Regions from separate parts of the Mus musculus genome. Here region 2 is linked to region 1. Evidence: chromatin contacts called from public Hi-C data. All regions are on one chromosome and are shown on one strand. Each heading gives the region's core, a stretch centred on a gene start, on an enhancer-like site or on the middle of the called end of the contact. The rest is flanking DNA. Distances are from core to core; before and after follow the strand shown.

Region 1 (6,656 bases), core at 1,655-4,154:
TTTTCAGCATCCCCCTGCCACATCTAATTTTCAGTCAAGTGTTATTAGTTATTTACTTCAAAATCAATGAATTTTTGGACAGAATCCTTCTGATAGCTAACCACAAACAGTTTTTTTTTTCATCCAAGGATCTGCCCTCCACTGTCCCACATTGTAGGACCAATGAGTGCTGAGATTTCAAGTAGGTCCTACCTACAACAGTCATTTATAGTCATTATGCTCTTTATTCATTTGTTCAGTCATTCACCAAATAACTCACTAGAACCTATCCCATGCCAAGGTCTGGTTTAGGCCCTAGGAGGGGGTGGAAAAAAAAGGATACATGCTAGACAAAGGCCTAACTCTCAGAGGGCTTTCTACCTGGATAGCTCTATATAAAGAGTTTTACAAACAAGATGTCTATTTTTCCTAAATTTTATCCTTCTTCTCCATGTGAGCTTTTTGATCTATTCATGGATATTTTTATGTATCTTCTTAAAAAAATAAAACCATTCCCTTTCACACTAGCAGGAGCCTTAACAAATGATCTTATTCGTTGGTATATTTCATACATAAAATACATGCTTCAGAGGATCAGGTCCCTGAAGTATTTTAGGTACTATTTAATAAGAGGCACAATTATAAATTTTTTCTTTAGAGTAACCTCACTGGAAAACTGGAAAACCATCTAACTGAGTCATGGACAAGGTAGTGCCAAATCTAGTCACATGAATGTAGTTTCCGTGCCAAAATGTTCTTTCAATTCTTCTCCTCGACTTTACTATGGCCTACACTTCATTTCAACCAACACCTTCATCAGAGGTTCAAACTTCTTCTAGTCCTTGGAAGCCTCAGCTGTAAGAAGAAAGGTCAGTCAAGGGTTCTCAGGAAACACCTCATGGGCACAGCTGCTATGCAGTGTCCTGTGAGACTCAAGCTATATTAGTACATCTATCTAGAGTAAGGACCATAAAGGGGTCCAAATGACCCCAAAACAATATAGGCTATTTCCAGTGTACTCAGTTGTCTCCCAAAACTTGAAAGTAAATCCTATTGCTAAAGACTACAAATATAAGTCTTGGAAGAAATGAGCTCCCAGCTATTTTATCAGTCTCTTTCCTGAGGACTGCCTTTCAATGTATCTGAATGTGATAGATAAACTGCAAACAGAGAAAATCAATCAATACCCTACCCCACTGTAAAGCCTAAGAATCATGACAATGCCTGGTCCTGCAAGATATTTCCACTAGTGCAGTAGTGGAATTTATATCTCGTGGGGAACCAAAGGGTATCTGATTGGACTTAAAAGCCTACTCATTAGGATGTAATTCATGCCTGTTATTGTAAACCTAGGCAACTACCATTGGTTGGATAGGCTATGGGACCTAGAGAAGAACCTACTACTGTTATTTTCTAGAACTCAAATAATTCCTAGCTGTATACTAAATATTTATCCTTATACACATATATAAGTGTAGCTCTTGCCCCTTATCAAAGAAGCTTCTTCTAGAAGCAGATAGTGACTATTTGAAGAGGTCATTGACTGGTCAAAATGCAGAGAACAAGTGAACAGGGAGTACCCAATCCCAACTGGAACCTGCAATGCAATGCCTATACACAAGACTCAAGTAACATCATGGAAGAAGGGGAGAAACAACAGTATAAGAGCCCAAGGACCAGAATGTCCTCTGCTAGATATCTTCTATACATAACAGGGAAGCTGCCCCCATTGAAATCTTAACAGAATGGTCACCTAAAGTAGACCCATTGATGAAGAGCTAAAGGCAAACAATGATTGCCAAAAGACAGACAATTCGTTTTCTCCAGGAATGGATCCCCAGGTAGGTAGGCTATCCATCCTCAAATAGCCATTCCTAAACACATTTGCACATGAGCAACACTAAATGGACACTATAGATGATATCTCTCTCTCTCTCTCTCTCTCTCTCTCTCTCTCTCTCTCTCTCTCTGTGTGTGTGTGTGTGTGTGTGTGTGTGTGTGTAAAACAATAATAATTGAAGAGGTTATAGATTTGAGAACAAGTCAAGGGGGGTGGGAAGAGTTGAAGGGGTAGGGAGGAAGAGTAAAAATGATGTAAATACAGTACTCATATACACAATTCTTACAAGAATAAAAAAATGAAAAAAATAAGACAAAGAATGGGGTTCCTGGAAGAGCAGCACCCCAAGATTTAGCACTGCACCCAGTCTTTAACAGGTGTCGCCACTTTCCACAAACCCTTTACTCTCTAAGTGGTTTATGTACCAGCCCCACACATAGTGAGTGCTGAGATGGTTGTGAGCCACCATGTGGTTACTGGGAATTGAACTCAGGTCCTCTGGAAGACAGCCAGTGCTCTTAAACACTGAGCAATCTCTCCAGTCCTGACTTTCTTATAAGCTGATTATCTCAGATACTTTGTCATAATAGCAGAAAACTGACTAACACAAGTAAGAGTTTCAGAAGTAGTTAACAAAAACTATCATTTAATCAAGTGTTCTCATGGACATGGCTAGACTGTAATATTCTCATTTCTCCTAGAAAAACTGAGAACACCAGGAAGCCCTGAAAAGAGAAAAGTAAAGGTGAAAGCAAAAAAGAAAACAACTGAAAACCTACCTCTGGGAAAAGACCACAATTCTGAAGAAAGAAATGTGACTTTTGAGAGTTACCAACTCAATGGAGCCCAAGGGATTATGCTTCTCCAGGGATGTGATAGCCCCTGATCGATCTTCAGCAGAAAGCTGCTAACAACCCACATACATCATATGTGAACAAACAATTACAGGCAGCCAACTAGAAGTAAACTTAGAAGCACAACTACCACTTTGCTTTAAAAAAAAAATTAAGAGGTAAAAATAAGCTCTTAAAAGACAGATGGGGCCAAATCATTCCAGCCCAGGTTTGTTTGTGGTGTGTGAATTATCTACTCAGCCAGACAGTTAGGATGCCCACAACAAACTCCCATCACTTCCTTCCCTCATAGCCCATCTTACTCCAAACGCTCCACTCAATTTGTTGTTTGGTGGCAAGTTTTTCCTGACACAGTTCCTCCCTTGTAAATTGCTTTGTCATTAACTTTAAGGGATTTTCACTCTCATTTTCTTTCAAGAACAGAAAACACAAGAATGGACATCTTGGAACCTCACTGTCTCCTTTCTTAGCTCTTTCAGGGCACACGAAATTCCTTGGACCATTGAGGGCAGCTGGATGGTAGAGCCCAGTAGAACTATGGCAGAGAGGTTCTTAGGGAATGAATGGGATTTCTGTCTCCTATGTTACCAAAAAATCCTACAGTACCAGGGGCGGGGACTAGTCCTCTCTATGGTGTCCTTAAAGACCCCAAAGAAGCCAAATTCCAGAAGAATGGGAAAATAAAATTGCCACAGCTTTATTAATGCAGGACACAATTCAGTCAAGGCAGGGAAGGATGGTCGCCCTTCATTCAGGTCTCTAGTGAAATGACTACCCTAGCAATGGCTAACAATTACTATCCACACATGATGTAACAGGCTCACAGGTGATAGCATCCTCCTTGTGACAACCTCATGTAACAGGAAGTGAGCTCACAGTGTGGAGGGCCATAGCTTACACCATCCTAATGAACTTCTTTATGAAAAGGCCTACCAAGTCATGAATAGAGAATTAGAGAGGAGGTTTTGACAGGGTGCCTGTAGAGAGATCTTAAGACAAACTTCCCAGTAAAAGAGTCAGCATGATATACGGGAAATTTCACTTTTGAGACCAGGCTGGCCTCAAACTCATGAACTCTGCCTCCAGAGCAGGTGGAATGACAAGCCTGCACCACCACATCTTGCTTAGCTCATCAGCTTAGGAACACAAGCTACCCATAGGTCTTTCAATGAAATGGAACAGAGTCAGGTGGTTTGAAGAACATTCCAACCATCCTATGCCTTGGGAAAGTAAAAGGCATCGTTAATGTTACAGGACACCTTCTGAGAAACTTATAAACCTTGGCTATTTTTAAGTGCTGAATTTTAAAGAGAAATAAGGGAAGATATGATTGATCCCTTTTGGTCATAACTGATTTTAAAACTCTGCTCAGGACAAGAGAGATGGCTCAGCAGTTAAGAGCACTGATTGCTCTTCCAGAGGTCCTGAGTTCAATTCCCAGCAACCACAAGGGGGCTCACAACCATCTGTAATGGGATCTGATGCCCTCTTCTGATGTGTCTGAAGACAGCTACAGTGTACTCATATACATAAAATAAATAAATAAATAAATAAATCTTTTTAAAAAGCTTTTGCTCAGTAAGGCATTGTATTCAGTTTAAATGAGAAACAAAATAGATGCTAACTAAAGACATCAATGGCTGCATCTTGAAGGAGTTTGGAGATACTGTTCCTCACAGCTATCTGTACTTCTATGAAGTACTAGATGTCCTGGTGAATGGAGTTCTCAAGTTTTTGTGTATGCAGGAAGTCAGGAGTGGGTATTCTTCTAGTAGTTACCAGGTCAGAGGATTGGTGACAATGCTGTCCATATCTAGTGGTGACAACACAAAAGGGGAACTTGACACAACAAACAGCCCCTGCTAACACACAGGAACAACCTTTTGACAGCATATTTACACTCAGGTCTGAAAGGATTCATCTCCCTTCCCATAACTTTCAGCCGATGTAGGGACCACACTTTTACTTGTATTATCCTCTGGAGGGTGATCTTGTTAATAGTGAGAAAGACCACCAGCCTAAAATGAAAAGGGTGGACTTATTCTCTGGCTGCACAGCTATATTCAGACCTTACATAGGTTGTTTACCTGTTTGGTCTAAATCTCCTCACTTAAAAATGGTGAGATATGATGGTGAGAATATTAATGCCCATAGATAAGAACAGAAACTAAAACTAACCCTCATATGGATTGCTGGGCTACATGTAAATAAGATATATATCAGGAAAAAATGAGCCAGAGTCTATACATAGAGCTCTGCTCTAACCCGAGGGGAGAACCACAGCATGTTAATGTTAATGGAGCAAGATATCATTTACATTAATTTGAAAATAACATCAAAATCAGTTGTCACCTATGCATACATTCACATGAGGTTAGAATATACTAAATACAAGCTAGATGCCTTCAAAACCAGAGGATGGTTTCTTCTTAAGGTCAAAGATCTGGGCAATTAAATATAAAGGATAAAAATTTAGACTAAAGGATTTTGTTTCTTGAAAGTAGAAAAAGATCAAACACAGAGACCAATCTATAAATCCAAACCCCAAAGCTTTCTGAATAGCAGAGGATATAAAGCCACAAAGAGATTCAATACCTGACCTCTGATGGCTCAATGAACATAACTTTGTTTCATGCACATATGATTTAAAACATTATATGAAATTACCTTCAGACATGATCAAAACCTGCATATGAACATGAATGAACTGCACCTTTAGCTGTGGTCTCCAACTCCAGGATACTTCATTTTGTATATGCAAATATTCACCAAATGACCTAAGGTCAGAATCACTTCCAGTCCCAAGGCTCTATTAAATGTCCAAATGTATTAATTCTGAGAGTAAAGGCCTGGAAGTTTGTTATATTTCACTAGTGGGTTTTTTTTTTTTTGCTTCAATTAAAAAAAGAAAAACTGCCACACAGCAATGTCACAGATTCACTGACACGACAGTTCACTCTGCAAAGTATTCTTTCCACATTGACTGGTAAAATCTATATCCTGAGGATGTGACGCTGAGCAAAGCAGCCCGGTCCAGGTCTTACCGGCCACTGGGAAAGGTCAGGACTTGGAGAAATGATGCATCTGTCTAAGACGTTCCCTGGCACAGCTAAGCATGGGGCAAGGTGTTGGAAAGGAGTACTTTAGGGATGACTGGGTTGTAAGACCAGCACTGCCTACCTCTCCGCAGGTGCTATTGGAGTGTGAGACTCTGAGCACGGTACCAGAATTAAGAACCCCCTGTAGGCAGGATAATTAGCACAGCCTGTGCTTTAAGGAGGCACTTGAGAAGTGGCTGGTCCCCTTCCTCATCCTTGGACAGAACCCGTGGGCTGGGGTACCACAAGAATGCAGAGTGTGCATCTGAAACAACTGTATCTAAGAACTGTTCCTGGGCTCCATCAGTTTCCAATTCTTCACATGCTGTTCAAACACAGCAGCAGGCTGGTGTTTAAGGACTGAGAAGAACATGAACATTTGGACCTTTGAGCCAGAAGGTGACCAGGAAGGTGATGGTGTTGAGGGTAGAAGGTGGGTAGGAAGGAAATGGTATTTAGGGGTGGGGCTTTCCAAACCATGTCACAGTAAAAGGTGGCTGGAGGACAAAAATGAGGGAAGCCCAAAAGATGAAGAAATTGATGTTGATGACTGACTTAAAAGAAATATAAGTGGGGAAGGCTTAAGATGTACTATACAAACTCAAAATGACACAGAGGCAACTAACTAATGTTGGCTCTTCAAAAGGATGATATTAACAACCCCAGGTGATGGGCAAGAAGTGGCCTTAGCAAAGAGGTAAAGCATGAACTTCCTGTCTCTACCGGTATCCAAGGACATGAAGGTACAGTGTCTCAGGATGATGCTACAAAGGTTACTCCAGCATCATCTAGGCTACAGAGCCACAGGGATATTTTACATCTGTGAGCCTTGAGAATTTATGACTCTAATGTATTTGTAGAGTGATCAAACCACTGCAAACGTGT
Region 2 (6,656 bases), core at 2,319-4,818, 250 kb before region 1:
CATCTGAGGATTTGGAAACCACCTGCCATGAATACTGAAGGAGCGCAAGTGCCCCCACTAAGGACTGAACGTTTTCTTGCCTTTGACACAAGGTGAGCCTATTCCCAGGCTGGATCACTGTGACACTCCTGTCCCCACTAGAATACAGTGCATTTCAGGTGCCACTTTACTTTCTTTGATCTACTGTCACTGCAAAGAGGAACACACTTCCGTAACCTTTCTAGGATCGGTGTGCAATGACTGCTTATCCCTAAGTACAAAATGAACAAACGTCCAAGGCTTGGAAGAAACAGCCTAGGTTAATAATCTTCCACGTGAAGTTTGCAGACCAGCATCCTCAGCATCCCCTGGGACCTGATTAGATAGATAGATTCTGGCCACATCCTCTGGGGGTGGTTGGAACCTAGTGAATCAGGTACTGTGGGTAGAGCAAGATGAGGCCACAAAGCTTGATGGCTACTGGACTTCCTGGAAACTCGGATAATGAATTACAAACAGTAGATCAAAGAAAACGCAAAGCTTGCACATAAGAAAACTAGATCTCAGAACAGTGGGATGAAAGTGAAGAGGAATGAGAGCTTTCTTGATAGGGTGAACATTAACGAAACCTTTTTAGGTTCATTTATTCAGTGTGTGTGTGTGTGTGTGTGTGTGTGTGTGTGTGTGTATGTACACATTTAGTGAAGGTACCAGGGTACATATGTGGAGATCAGAAGACAGCTTGTTGGAGTCTGTTTTCTCCTTCCACCTTGTGAGACCTGAGGGTTGAACTCAGGCCATCACACTTGACGGCCAGTGCTTGATCCATCCTGCCGACCCCTGAATATTTGTTTTTAAACTTGCTGTTCACCCTGGCATTTTCTATGATAATGGGTACAAAATTCACAACAAATACTCTGTGCCCAGCTCTCTTGCCCCAGAGCCTGCCAGGCATCCACCCAGAGTATAAATAGAGAGGGAGTATAAGGGAGACATGTGGTAGTGATAGGTTCTTACCCCAACAGGACTCCAGAGGGAAGAAATGATGGAAAGAGAAGTAGAAGGAATGATAGAGAACAAGAAGCAGCAGAAGTGAAAAGCGGGAGAGGGATAGAGCCCAACATAGAGATGACGCTCCAGGCCTGGGGTGCTGACTGTGGGTTTAACACACAGGGAACCAGGGTTATTTGAAAAACAATTTACCTACAAGGAACACACAGCTTTGGTCTTGTCATTATTCCCTAAGCAACAGAGTATAGCATCTGTCTCCACAGGATTTATGTCATGGTGATGAAGGATATAGGAGGATCTATGTGGGTTGTTTGCAAATACTGCCCCTTTCTCCATGCACTTCACATGCTAGAGTGTCCACAAACTATGTTTCTGGTGAACAGTCTGGAACTATTCCCACGGATATGCAGAGAAGACTGTAGCACTAGCAGTAATGATGGATGCAGTCGGGAGAGCTGGTGAGGGGGGTTAATTCCTAGCCATCCACCACGCTCTGAAGTGTTAAGCAGACTGAGCCAATACTGTCCTTTCTCAGGCACTCAGGTGCTTAACATCTACGACTCTCCAGGATCTTGGAGATGGGACTATAACATGCCAGACCAGAGTCCCCATCCCAGGCCTCTCTCAGGCACACTGGGAATATACCTGTGCATACCTCACAGATCTTTTCCAAGGATGGGACGAAGAAGTCATCGCACACAATGGCCAGCGCATAGAACATGTACATGGCCTGAAAGAGAGCAGAGGAGAAAGCATTAAGAGTCAGGGAGAGCCAAGGGCAAAGGGTTTGATCATCTTTTCCTTCAATTCATATCTTCTCTTATCATAAACTTAGCTTCTTATTCAGAGTAAGTACAAAGTCTTTGCAGTTCCTGAAAGAACTGTAGCCTTGCTTTAGCTTCTCCTTTTACCTCACTACCTCCAAATTGTCTCTTGTCCCCCTTCTGAGATGCCAAGAGAACCATGGACACCTGCCTCAGGGCATTTGCACTCATTTCTTCTACCCAGAGCTACTGAAGAATATATCTTCTCTGATATACCATTGTTTCACTCCACCATGCTTTGCAAATGCCAGCCTGACTCCCTGATCACCTTTCCTTCTGTATCCCCTCATCTTGCCTTTTTTTTTTGGGGGGGGGTAGGTTATAGGTTAACTCCATCAGCCTGTTGTCAGTTTCCATCACCAGAATTTCATGAAGACATGAACTTCCTCTTGTAATTACTGTTACATCCTCCATCCCATGGCTGGCCTGAAAGTACCAGTAGCTGAGCTTACTACCTGGTTCCTGCAAGATAGCAAATGTGCTTCCACATCGGGGTCAACTATCACTAGGGCATTCCTAGAATTTCACCTTCTAGTCAGAGATCATCCTTTCCTTTATTTGAGGTATCATCTCAGAGATTGACCTTTTTTTTTTTTTTTGGATCCAGTGTTGAGTGACCACCCATCACACACCTCTCACTTCTTCAGGGGACCCCAGCACCTTCCCATATTCACAGTGCCTTTGGTAGAATGTGTCTTACCTCTTCTCCAGGATTACATATGGATTACAATAGGTGTTCAGTATTCCTAGTGGAGATGTCTATTGGTTCAGAGGTAGGCACATGACTTAGACCCAATCAGATAAAAAGAAAGAGTTACCAACTTTTCAAAGAGAGATGTTTCTCACCCTCTGTTGCTAGCTGTGGAGAAGCGTGGCATCCTTAGACTTAGAGTGTCATCATGGAGCCACAGATCATATAGTATTAGAACCCACAATACCTCTGGACTCCAGAGTATACCAGCAGCATTGCTGGGGCAGTTTGATTCGGAATATTCTAGTATTTGTAACCTAAAGTGTTTTCCAGTACCGGCTCAATCTCCAGAATTCCCACTAGTATATTTATTACTGTCTTTTATCATGTTTTCTCACTGATTACTATTTCACAGCATTGGCCCCCAGTCACAGAGGGCACACAGCATAAGACCCAGGCCAGAAACCAGAACATGCCATTTCTTGTCACAAAGTGATCAGTGGGTAGGAAGGCCAGGCAGTGATTTATAGAATATAAATACCCCTCAAGCCTGTAGCTACCAGAGATAGCAGCCATATATAGAGAGCCTGATAATGGTGTTACTACATTAAGAAGCTGAACCAACAGGAACAACAGGTACATGTGCACACCCGTGCACACACACGTGCACACCCCCCACACCCATACACACACACACGCGCGCGCGCACACACACACACACACACACACACACGTATGCATGCACGCACCAACATCATGTGAACACTGCTCTCAGCTCAGGTTGAAACCAAGTGAGCATTCCAGTTTCCTGAGCCAACACTCTGCCTTTTGCACTTAGCCTTAGTGGAGTTTCTGTTGCTTTCAGCTTTCTTTCCTGAGGTCTGTGCTACAGTCCTAGCTGGAAATGATCTCAGGCTTTTGACTCTTGGCCAGGGCACTAATTTTGTCCCCTGGCTTCCCTTGTATGCACTTGACTTTTTTCCATGTGTATGTGGTCCTTCACTCCCACAGGACAGGGAGAGTGTCAAGTACAATGTAACACTCCATTTTGTGGAACTGTGACACAAAAGCACAAAGAGGAAGTGTTCCAAACTGCAGACTATGCTAAATTATCAAAACCTACCAACGTACACCACAGGGGATCGTTAGATCAGCTGTGACTCATCGTTCCTTGCAATGCTGTCAAGAGAGCTTGTGTGGATAGGTATTTATTTAGTGATAAGAAAATATATCTGCACTACACTAGTCGATGAAAACATTAAAAATTAGTCTCTCTCTTTTCTGATCTGCCATCGTGGGTGGAGCCGCCATGATGCAGATTTTTGTGAAGACCCTTACGGGGAAAACCATCACGCTCGAGGTTGAACCCTGGGACACTATAGAAAATGTAAAGGTCAAGACCCAGGATAAGGAAGGAATTCCTCCTGATCAGCAGAGGCTGATCTTTGCTGGTAAGCCTCCGGAAGATGGCCGGACTTTGTCTGACTACAACATTCAAAAGGAGTCCACCCTTCATCTGGTGTTGAGACTTTGGGGTGGTGCTAAGAGAAGGAAGAAGAAGTCTTACACCACTCCCAAGAAGAACAAGCATAAGAGGAAGAAGGTTAAGTTAGCTGTGCTGAAATACTGTAAGGTGGATCAAAATGGCAAAATTAGCTGACTTCGAGTGTCCTTCTGATGAGTGTGGTGCTGGAGTTTTCATGGGAAGCCACTTGGACAGGCATTACTGTGGCAAGTGTTGTCTGACTTACTGCTTCAACAAACCAGAAGACAAGTAGTTGTGTATGCGTTAATAAAAAGAAGAAACTAAAAAAAAAATTAGTCTCTCTTTTGTCATTTTGTTTAGGTGTGTGTGTGGACTGACTCACACACATAAGAACATTTGCATATGAGTTTGTCATGCTGTCAAAGTAATAGCCATATTTCTTAACCAGAATGAATCTGCCTATCTTATAATCATAAGCCATCTTTTTCCCTTTAACCCTAAATTTGCATGTCATGTGTGATTTATATTGGTAGTAGGAAATTTTAAAGGTGATTTTTTTTTATACTTGACTGACCTCTGAGAAGCCAGGAAAAGTAGCACCCAGAAAAGGCTCTAAAATAATTTTTTTATTGCTTGATACAATCTATACAAAATCATTTGCCCATAGCAGTTTTGAATATGTCAAATAAAAAAATTCATGCTTTATTATACAGCTCTGTGGATCAGCCAGAAATACCTCCCCAAACTGTAATAGACTCAAACCCTCTTTTGCTGTATAACTTGGCTGATCCAATGACATGCAGGTTTTAACATTATCCTTGAAAGGACATCCAAATTAAGTAATTGAAATACAGAGCAACACATCTGTGGATTAACCAAGACCTAAATAAGCTGTCCATCACTGACATAGGCAGCTCATTGGAGCAGCTGGCACTGCTTGGAAGTTCACGCACCCTCTCAGTAAGAGCGTGTCCCCATATTAAGTATTGATCTTATTGCATGACCAGAACCTCTATCCAATACTCTAACACTGAGCTGGGATAAGAACTGAACAGATCTGCCAAGCTCTCTGTGCTTTCTAGGGTAGTAACTGTGGAAACCATACTGATTTTGGTTCATGAGACAGGGGAGGTGAGGTGGGCATAGACACTGTCAATCAAACATCCTATAACAAAGCACATTAGGGGATGCTATGAAGCCTGTGAGATATGTGGAGGCGCCTTGCCTGCTGTAGGGCACTTTAAGGCATCTGCAGAGCAGGAGTGAAGAAGAGGCTGCTTCTATGACTACAATCCTCTGTAGATCTCTCCCATGAGACTCATGGAAAAGCAGGTTCCCACCAAGAAAATAAAGTGTCCTAAGAGAACAAAGGACCCAAAACAAAGGATCAAAGTGCAGATGGTGCAAGACTCTTACAGGAGGTGGAATATCTATAGGGCTTTTCATACAGCTGGCAGGAATCTTTGCAGAAGGCTAAGGCACTTTCGGATTCATTTGTACTGTCCTACGTTTCCAAAGGATAGAGCATATCATTGAAGAGGAGAATAATAACATTTGCCCCTGTTTGAGATCCTACCCCAGGTCCTTTACAGAACTGTCTCTCTTAGTTCTTCTGGTACTTGTGGGAGGCAAGCAGTCCTTGAGTTCATTTCTCAGACAATGCAGGGAGATACGACAAGAAACTGGCGAGGCTTAGATTGAACCTCAGGTCCTTCTCCACCCTTCTCTGAGCCCAATTCCCTCTACACAGGTCTGGTCTCATTGGCGGTACCTCTGATTTAAAGCTTGCCTTCTGCTTTTCTGTCTCTTCCAACCTTGGGGAGAGAGGAACATGAGTCCTAGCCATCCACTTTAGGGCCATCTGTCAGGGTTGATGATACTCTTTCATGCCTTTTTCTTTTTAAAGGTTTTCTGTAAAATACAAGACAGATATGAAATCTGAACAAGTCAATGTGAGGCCTGGGGTGGAGATGATGGGCATATGGAGAGAAGGGGCAGGTCATCTCTGGAGCTTTGGCTTAAATCTGAAGATCACGGGGTTCTTCTCTTCTCTGGAGCTTAGGAGAGCTGTCAGATTAGGAACATGCACATAGCATTGTTTGTTCATAGTCGGAAATATGAATGGGTTTTGTTTATGAATCTAGACTCCCTTTTCCTGAATGGCAGCAACATCCACCAAGTATTTATATCTTCCATGTTTCAGGCCAGGCTGGCACAGAATGACTTCTGTGACCTGGACAGTCCCGGCCCAGCCAGTATCATTGCTGGTATCTAGCAGAAAATTTCTGTAACATGGGAGGATACCCAGAAAGTTGAAGGGGCACATTGACTCTCACTGTGTAAATTCAAGTGACTCTTCTCACTTTATGAAGCCTCCAGTGTGGGACTAATCAGTGTCCATGCAGTTGGCCTACCATATTGTTTTGGGAGCATGTGGGAAAAAAATGGGCAAAGGTGCCTGGGGGAAGGGACACATCTCACAATCCATTCTTACTGTTGCAACAGTGGCCATGTTCTGGGGACATGGCCAAGCCAGCCCGCTGGAGGAAAAGACACAGGCAGCAGCGCCCTTCACTCTACTAATTCCTGCCAAGCCTGTCAGAGATCAGGAGACAAAAAGATAACTCTCCAGTATAGAGCAGCTGCAACTGGCCAAGCCCAACCC

Evidence for each region. A called contact is a pair of places that touch in the nucleus more often than the background predicts.
Region 2: a Hi-C map of the HPC-7 cell line shows a contact between it and region 1, with 2.2 times the contacts expected there. The contact joins two enhancer-like sites. A contact is called at or near these places in 5 of 484 Hi-C or Micro-C datasets (ECoMG myeloid progenitors, the HPC-7 cell line, embryonic stem cells and 2 more) and 1 of 115 datasets of contacts at active chromatin or transcription factors (bone marrow-derived dendritic cells).

What each region holds. Positions count from the first base shown.
Region 1 is chr2:145,258,614-145,265,269 of GRCm38.p6, reverse strand. All of the region lies in intron 2 of Slc24a3 (solute carrier family 24 (sodium/potassium/calcium exchanger), member 3), which reads right to left. Among named protein-coding and RNA genes, the nearest start is that of Gm52529, 27 kb to the left of the region's middle. Within about 2 kb of position 2,904, at least 3 of the 459 cell types and tissues checked have an H3K27ac peak or open chromatin away from gene starts, as enhancers often do. A contact at or near this core is called in the HPC-7 cell line, where this site is marked.
Region 2 is chr2:145,507,818-145,514,473 of GRCm38.p6, reverse strand. Slc24a3 (solute carrier family 24 (sodium/potassium/calcium exchanger), member 3) reads right to left here. Exons shown (of 17, transcript NM_001356497.1): 4 at 1,646-1,720. It also overlaps the pseudogene Gm11759. Among named protein-coding and RNA genes, the nearest start is that of Gm14092, 44 kb to the left of the region's middle. Within about 2 kb of position 3,568, at least 13 of the 459 cell types and tissues checked have an H3K27ac peak or open chromatin away from gene starts, as enhancers often do. A contact at or near this core is called in the HPC-7 cell line, where this site is marked.